Regions from separate parts of the Zea mays genome. Here regions 1 and 3 are each linked to region 2. The links are chromatin contacts, called in public Hi-C maps. All regions are on one chromosome and are shown on one strand. The core of a region is the stretch at or near the end of the contact, and the rest is flanking DNA. Distances in the headings are between cores, read along the strand shown. Region 1 has its middle 5.5 kb from the start of LOC103646592. Region 2 has its middle 63 kb from the start of LOC103646589. Region 3 holds the start of LOC100192731.

Region 1 (4,503 bases), core at 415-2,914, 200 kb after region 2:
GGAGGAAGTATCTTCTACAACGATCCATTTGACTTATATTGCAATGACCTAACAACAACCTAGTTGCATTAGCCATGTGATACCACTAGAAGATAAGGTGTTCTTATGTGTGGCCTATCGAGATAACATAAAATTTATAAAAATGTTGACTATTTAAGAAACAAGCAACATAATGTCACACAAACTATATCTCTCCTATCAAACATTTGTACATCTGCTGAACCTTTGTGTCCCTGCTCTGGTCTGGTCTGTTCACCACACCATGTTGGAATTTGTTCCCCTCACAACATGAAATTCATGACCTGGACATGCATCAAGCAAGTTAACGGTCAAGTGGAAATCTGCAAGTTACACAACCACAATAATGCACACATGTCACGCCATATGTGAAAACTGCAGAAGCTTATAGTATGTAATGGCAAGCCAGGTATGTAATGGCAAGCCAGGAGCAAAGACAAACAAGCAAGAGATAAACAAGGTTGACATGGAAAACAAGAAGTTATATGTTTCGTCATTGTCTAGAAGCTATATAGTTATTGAGATGATTGAAACTACCTTGGCAGCAACAAATGCATATCAATCTATGTTACTAAACATTAATTCAGAATTACAAATGGTGACCCTCAATTTAGTTACTTGACATCTGACCCTAATTGGGAGGTCTTCTTTGATCATTTTCCATCCTTTTGGGTATGTGGCTTCATCCATTGTGAGTTCTGGTCAACTTGTGCAGTACTATAAGCAAAGCTCTTCTTGCCAACACTCTAACAATTCAATACTTTTTCAGCATAACATAGTAAAAGAGTGCCATACAAAATAACCGCTTCTTTGGTCTGAACCATAGAAGCTTTGTGGAACCTTGTGCACACAAGCAGCATACAAAACATCAGCTTCTATGGTTTCAATCTAATACCAGCATAGAAGTTGTTGTATACAAAACATATTTTAGGTTTCCACAAAGCAATATGCACATCATACACAATAGGTTTCAGGTTACCAAAAACTCAAAAAGCAACATGCACAACATTCAAAACAGTTTTCGGGTTTCAGGTTACCAAAAATACTATAAACAGGTCTCATACCAGCTTACACATGTGTAGCACCTCAAAATCTCATTCTGATATTTGGTAGGATTCTCCATAAGTTAGCATTAGAATATCTTTTAATAAGAATTTCTCTTACCTTTAAGGATACATCTCCTAGAATAAATATGTTTGCTAACAAAAAAAAATGAAAGAATCACTATATGAATTTAGCCATCCCTTTTGTTTAACTATATATTTAAGTTAAAAAAATCTCTTAATAAAAAATATACTCTAGGATTTATTATTCTCAAAGTAACTATTTTTGGTATGACTTGCACATTTTAAAACCTTTGCTTAGCTAAGGTAATAAATAAATAAAACTAAATTTTGAATCCATGCCGAGATTTTGGTTTGTGCATTTAAATAGGCTTGAAGTTTGAACTCCATTTAAATACAATTCAAAATTTAAATTTAAACTTGAATTGAAATTAGGAAAATGAAAACAGAAAAATAAGTAAGGGAAATTGGCACTTGGGCTGGTTTCCCCCCTCTTTGGCCCACTCCTCACTTCCCTTCCGTCACCCTAGGCCCATATGACCGCATCCACCGTGCCGGCCCAACTTAAACCGAGTCGCCCACGCTCGTGCGACGCCGACCTAGGGGCCCTCGGTGGTCAGCCTCTCTTCCTTGTGTTCACATGTGATAGTGTCTCTAAGAGGTGGGGCCGCCTCGTCAGCTCCATCTCTATCGCAACAAACCCAGCCGAGTAGTTACAATCCGAACACAGAGATCACGAAGGGGAAGATTCGATCCGGGCACCATAGTCTGATGTTGTTTGCCACCAGGCCAAGGCGTGAGGATATAAACTCGTGGTCGTCGCACCCCCGTTGAGAATTCTACAGCTTATCCCCTTGCTTCCACGACGAACCGCAGAGAGGGCACCACCGTAAGCGGAACCAGGGAGCGTCGTTATCAGAGGTTGAGCAAGTAGGTCTGGGAGATTCTTCAGGAGCCATGGATCATGGCTATGGGTCTATGGAGCCAGAGGAGCGTGTGGCTATCAATCAATTGCTCACCGGAGTCAGGAGATCATGTTAACAACTCACTACTAGTGTGTATTGATTAAACTCAACATTAGCCATTACAGAGAATTATAGTCTAGAAGGAAGAACAACATGAGGATTAAGGATAGGAGAAGAATGCTGAATCCACTCTAGAAGGGTCTAGAAGAACCTAGAGAGGAAGGTAGAGGATACATGGAAAAGAGGAAAATGGAGAAGGGAGATGAACAACAGTATTCTGATATTCAATGCGTCATCCTGGTGACCGCACTGGCCCCGAACACCGCCCCGCTGAGGACGAGGCCGTGGCAGAGCAAGTGGATGGAACCCTGTCCTGGATCTCCATGTGCTCGACTCAGGTCACCTTGGAGGAGCCGTCGGCCATGTCGATGATGAGGCATCCCGATGGGAGGCAGCACGAGCGCGACAGGGGGGCGCTGAACCTTGCGTCGATGTGCACGTCGAGGCCACAGAACGAGCCATCTGGCTTGGCAAAGATGCTGTCGTACGTGTTGACATTGAGCACCTCGTGATCGCCAATCTTCACCCACAAGTGCTCGCTGGCCTGCGCCATCCTAATGAGCTCATCCATGGCGTGCTCAGTGAGGCCGAGCCCTAGAGTCGAACAAATGGTGAGCGCCTCCATGTAGTTGGGCAGTTGGCGCTGGGAACGTCGTGGAGGGCCGACTCCGGAAACGATGTCTCCATGTAGTCTGGCAGATCAATGTTGATGATAGGCTTGTCCTGCGAGGGCATGCACTTGTTGGCCTCCTCTCTGTCCTTGGAGACGACGGAGCCAATAAGGTCAAAGTTGGGCCCGTTGCTGAGGAAGGCCATGTGGTCGAGGTAGAAACCGTTAAACCGAGCGGCGAAGGCTGGGACGTAGGAGTTGACCGCGACTGGGGTGTGCTTCTCGCTGGTGCGGCGAAGGGCACGACGCCGTCGACGATTCTGGCTACGCACGCATCGGCGACAAGCACATGTGCCGCGAGCGCGACCTCTCGCCCCGCATCGGTCCTCCCTGGCTCCTATCTCCATGGAGCTCCGCATGCTCGGCCTCTTCCCGTTCTAGATCGCGTGCCTCGCGCAGATCGCTGGTCGCTACTTCCTCTGCTGTAACTTCATCTCTGAGGTATGGTTCTGGCTCCCGCTTCACATTCCACCGAGAAAACCTTCTATCCCACTTCGCGCTCTTCTCATAGAAAAGTCTGCCAATCTCATCGAGGAGAAACTTGAGGGCAGCAGGATCCATGGAACTTGACCGAGAATTGACTCCTCTGATACCAATTGTTAACAACTCACTACTAGTGTGTATTTATTAAACTCAACAGCAGTGATTACAAATAATTATAGTCCGAAAAGGAAGAACAACATGAGGATTAAGGATAGGAGAAGAATGCTGAAGCCACTCTAGAAGGGTTTAGAAGAACCTAGAGAGGAAGGTAGAGGATACATGGGAGAGAGGAAAGTGGAGAAGGGAGATGAACAACAATATTCTGATATTCGATGCATCATCCTGGTGACCGCACTGCTCCTTTGTAGTGTTTCCCTTAGCACATGGCCGACATGGGTCGTCACATTCCCTAACAGATCGCCGCCTGCCCGCCTACGCTGTGGGTTAGGGGTGTCGTGACACAATTCGCAGGTAAGAACCTCTCCTCTGAGTCTATCGTGTGCCTAGCTACGTATAGAGCATGTTAGAACTGGGGAAGGGTCACTAGAGGGCTGAACCACCGCTCTCCGTCGTGGTCGCCGCTGCGGCTGGCAAGCGCCACCTCTTGGGTCGCTGCGCCTGAGGAGGGAATGCTCCGGGCCGTTGATTCTAGAGCAAACGATCCAGATTAGGTCTATCTCATACCCCATCATGTATTAAATCGTACCTGCAGATCTGTGATCGGATGGTTCTGTGGGATCCTTGTCGCTGACCGTGGACCTCGTGATGTGTGGCTAGGGTTAGCAGTACCTCTTCGGCTTGATCTAATCTAGGCCACAGAGTTTGGATCTAGTGACCTAGAAGTAACCGTACACCTTCGCCATGGCATTTTTAATTAAGAGCCCATGAGGTTTCGAGTAATAAACCCGCAGTCCTGCAATGTCTAAAGAATGTTACCAATAGGTCCTGTTTTTAGCGTTTTAACCCTGAACTTCTAGTTATTAATGGCCGTCGTCCTTTCTAGGTAAAATAAATTAAGGAAAATCATGGAAAATATCTGATAATCGATTTTAGGTATAAAAATAATATCAAAATGACCTAGAACTTAGAAAAGTCATAAGTAATTCATTTTAAATCCGATTTTAGTAGTTTTTGAATCTACGATCTCATAGCGACGCATAGAATATTCCTATACAGTTTATTTCCATGTTTGGTGTAATATTATTTGTATCCATTATTTGCTTATTTGCATGTATTGCTACGA
Region 2 (4,672 bases), core at 574-3,073:
AATAATTCGGTATAATAGAGGACCACGACCGTACACGCTAAATCTAGAGACTTCTCGTGCGTCCGCTATCTGCCTTGGCCCCTCTTTCGGGCAGCTTCTTGTCGCTGTTGGTGAGGCCACTGGTCCTACTGTGCCCCTTCCTCCACGCCGGCTGCTGCAAATAGGAAGGAAGTCGATTCCATGGTGGCAGTGAGGCGCCCAAGCGGCTCTTGCTGGCGGGTGATTTTTATTCCATTTCCTCCCTCGGCCTAGTTTATTTGCTTGGCTGGAATCCGATGACCGTCTTGTTAGAGTTAACGTTGCACTTAGCTAATATAATATACAATATTTGAAGTTGATAATTTGTATTAGTATAGTTTATAAAATATAGAGAATAAGATATAGAGGACGTTGCTGGAGACTGAGAAAATATAGAGAACATAATCTTTTAGAGTGTGTTGTAAAGGACATAAAATATTTCTTTAGGGGATGGAATTTAGGGGACCTTTCTAGAGACAGTCTAAGCCCAGACATAGGGAGGAGACTTCTCACGATCGAAGGTCCGGATACGGACACAAGGAGGAGTCCCGCATAGGAAGGACACAAAAGAGGGAAACGATGAATTATTCAAACAGAGTATTCTTTGTTTAGGTTTCTTATACCCCTTCTCAAGACACACGCAAGTATCATAATTTATACCTCTCACTTAGGCCTTATTTGTTTCCTTACATGCACAACAACAACAGTAAGCATTTTCAGCGATAAGGCTCTGGCCACCAAAAATAATGGTTATTTTCGGCGCTCTGCAATTGCCGCCAAAAATAGCCTTGCTTTCGACAGCCACTGACACAGCCGCCAAAAATAACCGCTATTTTCGACGGCCAACCTAAGACCGTCTAAAATTAACGGTTTAAAAATCCTTTTACCCCTTTCTCTCTCTGCCCGACCGCGCGCCCCTGCCTCTGTCCCGACCGCGCACCCCTTTATCTCTCTGCGTCGACCGCCGCCGCCGCCCTCGCCTCGCCCGGCTGTGAAGTCGCCTGCTGCCGCTGACACACACCGTCACCGATAGATTATGATGTATTTGTGATGGAATTGTGAGTTTGTGGTAGATTATAATGGATTTGTAAGGTATTTTGGTGGACTGTGATGTATTTTGTGAGGAATTGTGGTGAATTGTGATATTTTGTGTTGAATGTGTGTAATTCTGAAATTTTGTTGCTGTCATAACATTGTGATTATATTGTTGTCGTTGAAATTGTTGTGATTTTACATTTTTTCATATTTTTCTCTGAAATTACTTATTTTCGGTGGACATGTCTAGGCCGCCAAAAATAAATCTGTATAGTTTTTGGCGGCTGTAGTTAGACCGATGAAAATCACAAGTTTTTTTCGGCGTCCGAGTAAAACCTTCGAAAATAACTTATTTTCGGTGGCCTCAGCGTGGCCGCCGAAAATAGAAACTATTTTTTAGCCGACCAGAAGGCGCCGAAAATAGGCCATATACCACCGAAAATAAACGCCGCCGAAAATAATCGTCTGTCCTATAGTAATGATTATGTACTCTAGCTTGTAGATTATTTAGGTACCTAATGAACTGCTTATGAATTATCATAATTTAGGCATCTAGATTATATACTCCACCTAATCCTAATATTCTATGATGTTTGTTTGGTTTTTAACTTAAGCTAGATTATATAATCTTGAGGTAGATAAACAAGCCCTTAGTCACAGACTACCCACACAACCATACGTTATTAACGCGAGTATTAACGCGACGCACACGCTGGCATGCCCAAGATACTACACCTCGTCCTGCAGCACGTCAGGCAATGCAGGTGGGCTAACAAGTCCGCTCGTGCTCGGAAGAGAGATGAGATATGGGCTGGGCTGACGATGCCTCGAAAACGGCTCACGAAAAGTTTAGCTTTTCTTTTAGGTTATATGAACCTCGTTGTGTGCTCGGGTTTGACATATTAAGGGTCTGTTTGGAGAGGAGCCTACGGCGCCGCAGCCCGCCACACCTGCGGCGGCCGATTTGGGCGCCACACCCGCGGCAGCCGGAGGGTGGCGTGGTGTGGCGCCCGAGCCAGCCCACCAAACAGGCCCTAAGTATTAACAGAGGCAGATCTTTTATGAGGCTAGTTTTTATATTAATCAACTTACATAAATGACATTTTTTGAACCGCCTCATAAAATAGATTGTGTACCTCTGAATTTCTTTTAAACGTCTAGAATTTTTGGGAGACACTTAGTTTTTTGTTCTCCTCAAAATAATAGTGGCATGTATTCTAAAATTATTTTTTTAGTAGAGGGACTTAATATAAGTAGGTACTAGTTAGTTGTCCCTGAGTTACTACGGTTTCTATATTCATAATATTTATAATATATATTTTTTGTATAGCACAAATGAATATGAGCTCGAGTTCGAGTGGTTAGAAGCTCAGTCTTACCTTGGAAAGGAGAAGTGGCCTGAGCATGTGCGGCCAGTTCGACCGTACAGGGTCCATGAATTTGTGGAGGCCCCAAAAAAGTTTCCCTAATACCTACCGCTATTGGTCTGCTCTGCTAGTTGACTTTTCCAGGCAGCGGGCGTGACAGCGTGAGTCCCTTGTTCCCAATTCCTGTTGCACGACTGCAGACTGCTCCTCTTCTCTCAAATCTCAATTTCCAGTTTTCTACTGACCTGACCTGTCGTGTCTAGATGTTGTTGGATGCTGGCTACTTGGCTCCTCCTCCCAAGTCCCAAGATGCTGAATCGCTGATCCAGTGATCCTCCAAAATTCCATTTCGCCTGCAGGTAATTGCCCAAGACAATCTATTCATTTACTATGTCTACGCGTATAGCAATTTGTTTTTATTTTTGTTTACATGACATCCTATATATATTCCTGTGTTTATTGAACAGTGCATCAAAGTCATGTCTTCTAGTCAAATCCAATTAGAAAACATGATTCAGGCTATCAAAAACGTAAGAAGAAACAAAGAATTGAAAATTTAACTCAATCTATGAAAGGATCTATGGATAGGTTTGTTCTAAAAGAATCACAAGTGTCATCTGCCAATCAGACCCTTGAGCAAGATCCTATAATTGATATTGATAATGTTGTTGACATTAACGATGGTCCTAGAGATGATCAAACTGAGATAGAAAATAATTTTGAGGTTGCAGTGTTGGATCTTTTATGGGCTTGGTCCATTTATTGAATAAACTCTATGGTGTGTAATGGTGGAGAATACCAATAGTACCACATTGGAAGTCCAAGGGTCTTTTGCCTTGACTTATATGGTGGGATTTATTCCACTTAACTTGAGAAGTCAAGAAATGGACAAGGACGTGCCACTTGTGTTAATTTTTAGCACTCACTAACCGCGTACGTCAGCCGAGTGACCCTTCTCCTTCAGCTGCCGACTCATGGCGTGACTCGGCGAGAGCTGGCCGACTCATGGCATAACTCGGCTAGAGCTGGCCGACTCTTGGCGTGACTTGGCGACTTTTCTCCTTCAGCTTCCCTCTGCGAGAGGTTAAATAGAGGAGCACCCCTGTCACTCGGTACACGCGAGCACTTTCAGAATCACAGTTCAGCCGCCGAGTGAGGGTATTTCCATCTCGTGGCTCTACGCGCACAGAGAGGCGAGAGGGCAGGTGCCTCCGAAGTCCTTGCCGTTCGAGACCCTGCTCGGGGGATCGGCAATTAGGTTTTTGGGAGCGCCTTCGCGACTGCCCAACGTCTGTCGTTGTCTTCATCGCTGGTTCCTGGCGTCTTCATCTCGATCGGATGACAAGAGAAGTTGGACAAGGATCAGGATCCTCGGAACGCATGGGAGGGTATGATCAATTCAGTTCGTTACTGTTTTATATTCTGCATATTATATATGTCGTATGTACCTCTGTTCTATCGTATTATGATATGTTATATCTGTCTGTCTTAATTGTACAATCATCCTGTTTATATTGTTATCTGTTTATTTCCAGTTGTTCCGCAATAATCCATGAACCATGCTTATATACTTATTTTATTTATATGATTTACATGCTTCATATGCTTTGTGTTCTCATGATCCATATTGTTATGGATATTTTTGAGATCACGATCTCTATGGTTAATTATTTATTATATGTCATCATCATAATGTTAATCTATGGAATTAAAATAATACGGAAAATGCCTATAATTCTAACAATCCAAAAACCTAATGTTAGGCATTTTTCTGTCAGAGGTTTTGCTGCTGTGCTAAAGCCTGATCCTTTTGATGGTAAAAACTTCTTGATATGGAAAGCTAAGATGGAATTGTGGCTAACTGCAATGTCTTGTTTTCATGCCGCTGAGGGCAAGCCTGCCAACTTACCTCCTGAGGATGAGGCTAAGTTTAAGGCTGAAGACAACCTCTTTCGAGGTGCAGTGATTAGCGCACTTGACACTAAATTCCAGAAAAGCTATATCATCCTTCCTACAGGGAAAGAGCTGTGGGATGCACTTGTTGGAAAGTTTGGAGTAACTGACGCTGGTAGCGAGCTGTATCTCATGGAGCAGCTGTATGACTACAAGATGGTTGAGAACCGATCTGTAGTGGAACAGGCTCATGAGTTTCAGGCACTAGCTAAGGAACTCGAACTTTTTCCTTGTCCTTTGCCTGACAAGTTTGTGGCTGGCGGTATAATCGCCAAGTTGCCACTTTCTTGGAAGGACTT
Region 3 (4,751 bases), core at 316-2,815, 160 kb after region 2:
TAACCTTTGGCGCGCCCGGCATCATATTTTCCTCTGTTCTCGCGCCCATTCCATTCCTTAACCCGGGGGGATATCCACCCCGTGTCGTGCGGTGTTAAACCGGTTGCTTTTGGTTCCAGAGTAACCCTGAAGCTTCTAGCAGCACATGCATGCAAACACACAAAGCCCACCACTTGCTGAGTGCTGACCTCCTCCTGGCTGCAGGCTCCAGAATCCAGATATCCTCCTCCTCGACCCTGCCCCTGTGCCCTAGCTCCATTCCTGCCCCTCAAGATGAGGGCTTGTGCCCAGCCGACCTCTATATATACCCACGGCGTCCCACAGGCCAAACTCCATGTCCAACCATCCAACAACACACTCCAATCGTCGCTAGCCGGCCAGTACTGTCCGTCACATACACACACACTGACACCACCATCCACAAGAATCTCTCCACGCTACAGCCGCTACATACTGCAGCTGCAAGCTAGCGAGGCAAGTGTGTAACAACTAAGATGAAGGGCAAGGCGTCGAGGTTCCTGAAGCAGATGGTGTCGACCATCGTGGCGGTAGTCAAGGCCAAGTCCACGGCGGTGCGCGTCAAGACCAGCGCCCTCAAGACGCGCCTCCTCATCTTCGGCATCCTCCGCAACAAGAAGCTGCTCGTCACCGCCATCAACCACAAGATCCACGCCATCATGGGGCAGCAGCAGGAAGCAGCAGACAACGGCGCCGGCAAGCAGCAGCGCGACAGCAGCGACGAAGACGGCGGCGGCGGCGGCGGCAGGAATAAGGCCATCGTGCTCTACAAGCCCCCCAGCTACAGCTTCTCCGCGGAGCTGGGCGCCCACGAGGCGGAGCCGCCGCCGCAGGAGGAGGAGGAGGAGGACAGCGACGACTACCTCACCCACTCGCTGTTCGCCGACGAGGACGACGAGCTGGTCAACGCGCCGGGCTCGGTCATCGACGTCATGCGCGACGCCAGGGCGCGGGAGGCCGGCGACGGCAACGCCGCCGAGTTCAGCCTCGAGGACGAGATCGACCACGTCGCCGACGTCTTCATCCGCCGCATCCACCGCCAGCTCAAGCTGCAGAAGCTCGACTCCTTCAAGCGCTTCTGCGAGATGCTCGAGAGGAGCACCGCCTGACGCCCATGGCCACCGCATCGTGCATGCATCTTCATTCACATCCATCGTCCATCCGTGCTGCCAAGTGCCAACTAATGAATTAACCAGCAACACTTAATTAAGAGGTAGTGTGCATGGTGAAACAAAAATTATTAACATGGCTTCTAGCTGCTACTGCTACTGCTACTAGCAATTTTTGCCTCTCTGGTCTGGTCTGCCAAGGCTACCGCTGCTGTATGAATAACTTGGAGATCGACCGAAAAATTACATGCATGTAAGTAGAAGGGGTTAATAAAGGTGGTATGCAGACGAAGATGCTTTTCTTGAACTAGGGTTTAAGTAGCTAGAAATGGATGGGAACTGTACTTTAAGTAATTATGTTCTTTGTTCTTTGGGGAACATTGTTCTTGTGCTTAACCTTCAATAAAGAGGTAAAAGAAGAGTACGTGGATTGGACATCAGGCTTTGATCCGTACCGACTTCTATAATTTTATACTGTTTTGTCTTTATAGATTACATAGATTACACAACTACAACAGTCCGAACAGTTGGCTTGGCATTAAACTCAAACGAACAACTCGATTCTTAAGATACATCGTGTGTGTCTTTGTCACACATAGCTCAGCATATATGGATTTCTTTCGGAAAGGCCAGCTAAATATCATATCTAGGCTTTTTAGGCAACGAAGATTCTTATTACATCATAATAAAATTGAAATTATTTTGTTCTTTATGTACTAAAAATGATTTTCAAAACACAAAGACGCCCCATAAAATAAACCGTCTTTAAAGATAAGTTATAGAGGTAGCTCTAACCCCGGCCGTCTCTATAAATTTATCTCTATAGGTGACTATTATCACTACCGGAATTCGGCTCTTTGCCAAGTACAAAATGATTTGCCGAGTGTTTTTCTTTCGGGCACTCGACAAAAAAGCTCTTTGCCGAGTGCCAAGTAAAAAACTCTCGGTAAAAAAACACTCGGCAAAGAAACTCTTTGTCAAGTATTTTTATTTTTGACGCTCGGCAAAGAGTTTCTTTGCCGAGTGTTTTTTTAACACTAGTTAAAGAGCTTCTTTCCCAATTGTTTTTTTGACATTAGGCAAAGAGCTTCTTTGCCAAGTGTTTTTTTCAACACTAGGCAAAGATAGTTTAAAAATCATATTTTGAAGCGGTAAATTAATTTCAAATGAAAAGTTTTCAATTACAAATTTGTATAACTCATCAAGATATATAATTTATATTTGATCATTTCTTCATATGACAAAATAAAAGTAAATTTGTTAATAAAACATATTTCTCTCGTAGTTTATGAAACAACAAGAGAGATATACAAGATTTGTGAATAATGTTAGAACCATCATGTGGATGAACAAATAACCAAATAAACAAAATAAACTTTGTAGATCTTGAGAAGTTATAGAATTTTATTGTTGGCAACTTTTTCATTTGAAGTCATCTTGTCAACAAAAACTACATCTGAATTTAACAAATTTTAATTTTGAAAACGACCTCGAATGGAAAAACCACCAACATGAAAGTTATAGGTTTTGAAAAGTTATGAAACTTTATAGTTGATAGTGTTTTGGTTTGAAATTACCTTGTCATGCAAAACTATGTTTGAATTTTAAATTTTGGATTTTTCAAACTACATCGGATGGAAAAAACACTAAAATAAAAGTTGTAGGTCTTGAAATGTAATGAAACTTTGTAATTGACAAATTTTTAATTTGAAATCATCTTATCATAAAAAAATTCGTGTGAAGTTTTCAAATTTGAAATTTAAATTTTGTAAACGGACTCGGACGTAGAAACTATCAAAATAGAACTTGTAGATCTTGAAAAGTTATACAACTTTATAGTTGGCAATATTTTCAATTGGATTCATTTAGTGTCTAAACTAATCAAATTACTCTCGGTTTGTTATACTACATGAGGAATGAAAAACATAATACAGAGATAACTGATGTAGTAGTGTAGTGGTAGATAAGGTTATGCGCGAGAGAGAGGTTCAGTTTGAATCTCACCATTCACAAAACATGTAAATTTGATTCAAAAAATGATGAAAATGATATGGCGATGAGTAGGGCAATGGAAGTGGTTAGGGAGTTGTTCCCCTAATTTAAAAAATATTTTGCTGTTTTTGAGGTTTTTTTGTGATTCTTAATTTGCCAAGTGCTTTTCTTTGCTGAGTGTTTTTCGACACTCAGTAAAGGCTTTGTCGAGTGTCCAAAAAAGTACTCGGCAAAGAACCCTTTGCTGATAAAATGTTTGTCGAGTATTCTTTGTCGAGTGTAACACTCGGCAAAGGCTTTGTCGAGTGTAAAATGGTCTTTGCCGAGTGTCTGGGGCACTCGACAAAGAGCTTATGTCCGGTAGTGTATCAACACATATCTTTAAAAATAGAGGACTTTTAGAGACGGCTGGTGACTACAGTGATCCCTAAAGAAAACTTCATAGATGTGGTTGGGATTAGGGCATGTATAATAGGTATCTTGAGTTGTGTGTTCGAGTGTGTCTAAGGAGGTGAATGTAAAAAAACTCAAGACATGTATCTATAAAACTAGAATAAATCTGTTGATTTTGGGCCCTCGATTTATTGAGGCCCTGTGCGAGCGCACGACTCGCACATGTCTAAGTCAGGCCATGGTCGTTCTTCCCCAAGCTATGTCATCGTGCTTGCCGTGTCGTTTGTGAGGACGAAGACACTGTGTCATTGTCCGTTTTCTGTTTATAATCAGTGCCATCGTGCTTGTCGTTGTCCTTAGTGTGATTCCTTGTGTGGTTAATGCTAGGAGAGATTCCAGAAGGTTTTGGTGGAGAGGAGAAGAAAGCCCGTGTCGGTCGCTCCTTTGGTGTTCGGTCGAATACTCGAACTAGGATCCGTCGTTGATTTTTCACGAATTCGAGTCAAGGTTGGTTTGGTGAGCAATTCGCTACTCCTGCTAGCTGACTTGTGTGACGGATTGAGTAAGTATATTGGTCGCGATGAATCTTCTGTTAGTTGCACATGTGCATTGTGGTTATATTAAATGTTTGTTAAAATGACTCCTCACATGTAGTGTGTGGTTATGCTCATAAATGTGGAGTAGACACATCGTCTTTGTTGGGTGAAGCTTAGGTTGTAATGTGAATTATGCACAGTGGGACAAGTTTAGTTCTTCAAGCATTTGTGGATATGTGTTGTTGGGGTTGCGATGATGATTTAATTATATTGATGAATATGTATGTGATTATGTTAGGGTTGTGATAGAGGAGTTTAGTAGTTTCTATATCACTAGTGATACGTTGATTTTTTGGGTAGTGGAATCAATGCTCTACCTATTAGCTCAAAAGTGTGATTAGGTTAAGTCAATGTTTGTGATGTGCTTGTGTTAACGATCATGGAGTAGACGTAGTCTATATATGTGATTAAGTAGTTTCTATGTATGTGAAGGACAGTGTTTGCTTAGGCAAAGAGTGCTTTGGGAAACGAGTTTGTGAGGCATGGTTAAGTTAATAATGCAAAGAAATGTTTATTACTTCTAGTGCTTCATCACTAATAATTATTAGTGTTGCTTATGATGAGATGTCGTTTGTTTGTATGGAGTCGATGCCCTGCCTAGAGTTTGCGCTAACTACTCACTATTCTTGCACTTGGAGCCTAG

What was found. A called contact is a pair of places that touch in the nucleus more often than the background predicts.
Region 1: a contact with region 2 is called in a Hi-C map of ear, with 4 times the contacts expected there. The contact joins two enhancer-like sites. A contact is called at or near these places in 2 of 25 Hi-C or Micro-C datasets (ear and tassel).
Region 3: a contact with region 2 is called in a Hi-C map of ear, with 2.2 times the contacts expected there. The contact joins the promoter of LOC100192731 here to the enhancer-like site in region 2. A contact is called at or near these places in 2 of 25 Hi-C or Micro-C datasets (ear and tassel).

What each region holds. Positions count from the first base shown.
Region 1 is chr2:75,077,382-75,081,884 of Zm-B73-REFERENCE-NAM-5.0, forward strand. No RefSeq gene overlaps it. Among protein-coding and RNA genes, the nearest start is that of LOC103646592, 5.5 kb to the right of the region's middle. Within about 2 kb of position 1,665, at least 19 of the 20 cell types and tissues checked have an H3K27ac peak or open chromatin away from gene starts, as enhancers often do. A contact at or near this core is called in ear, where this site is marked.
Region 2 is chr2:74,880,503-74,885,174 of Zm-B73-REFERENCE-NAM-5.0, forward strand. No RefSeq gene overlaps it. Among protein-coding and RNA genes, the nearest start is that of LOC103646589, 63 kb to the left of the region's middle. Within about 2 kb of position 1,824, at least 9 of the 20 cell types and tissues checked have an H3K27ac peak or open chromatin away from gene starts, as enhancers often do. A contact at or near this core is called in ear, where this site is marked.
Region 3 is chr2:75,044,071-75,048,821 of Zm-B73-REFERENCE-NAM-5.0, forward strand. LOC100192731 reads right to left here and starts at 1,566. Exons shown (of 1, transcript NM_001137931.3): 1 at 351-1,566. The coding sequence starts at 1,172. The coding sequence ends at 447.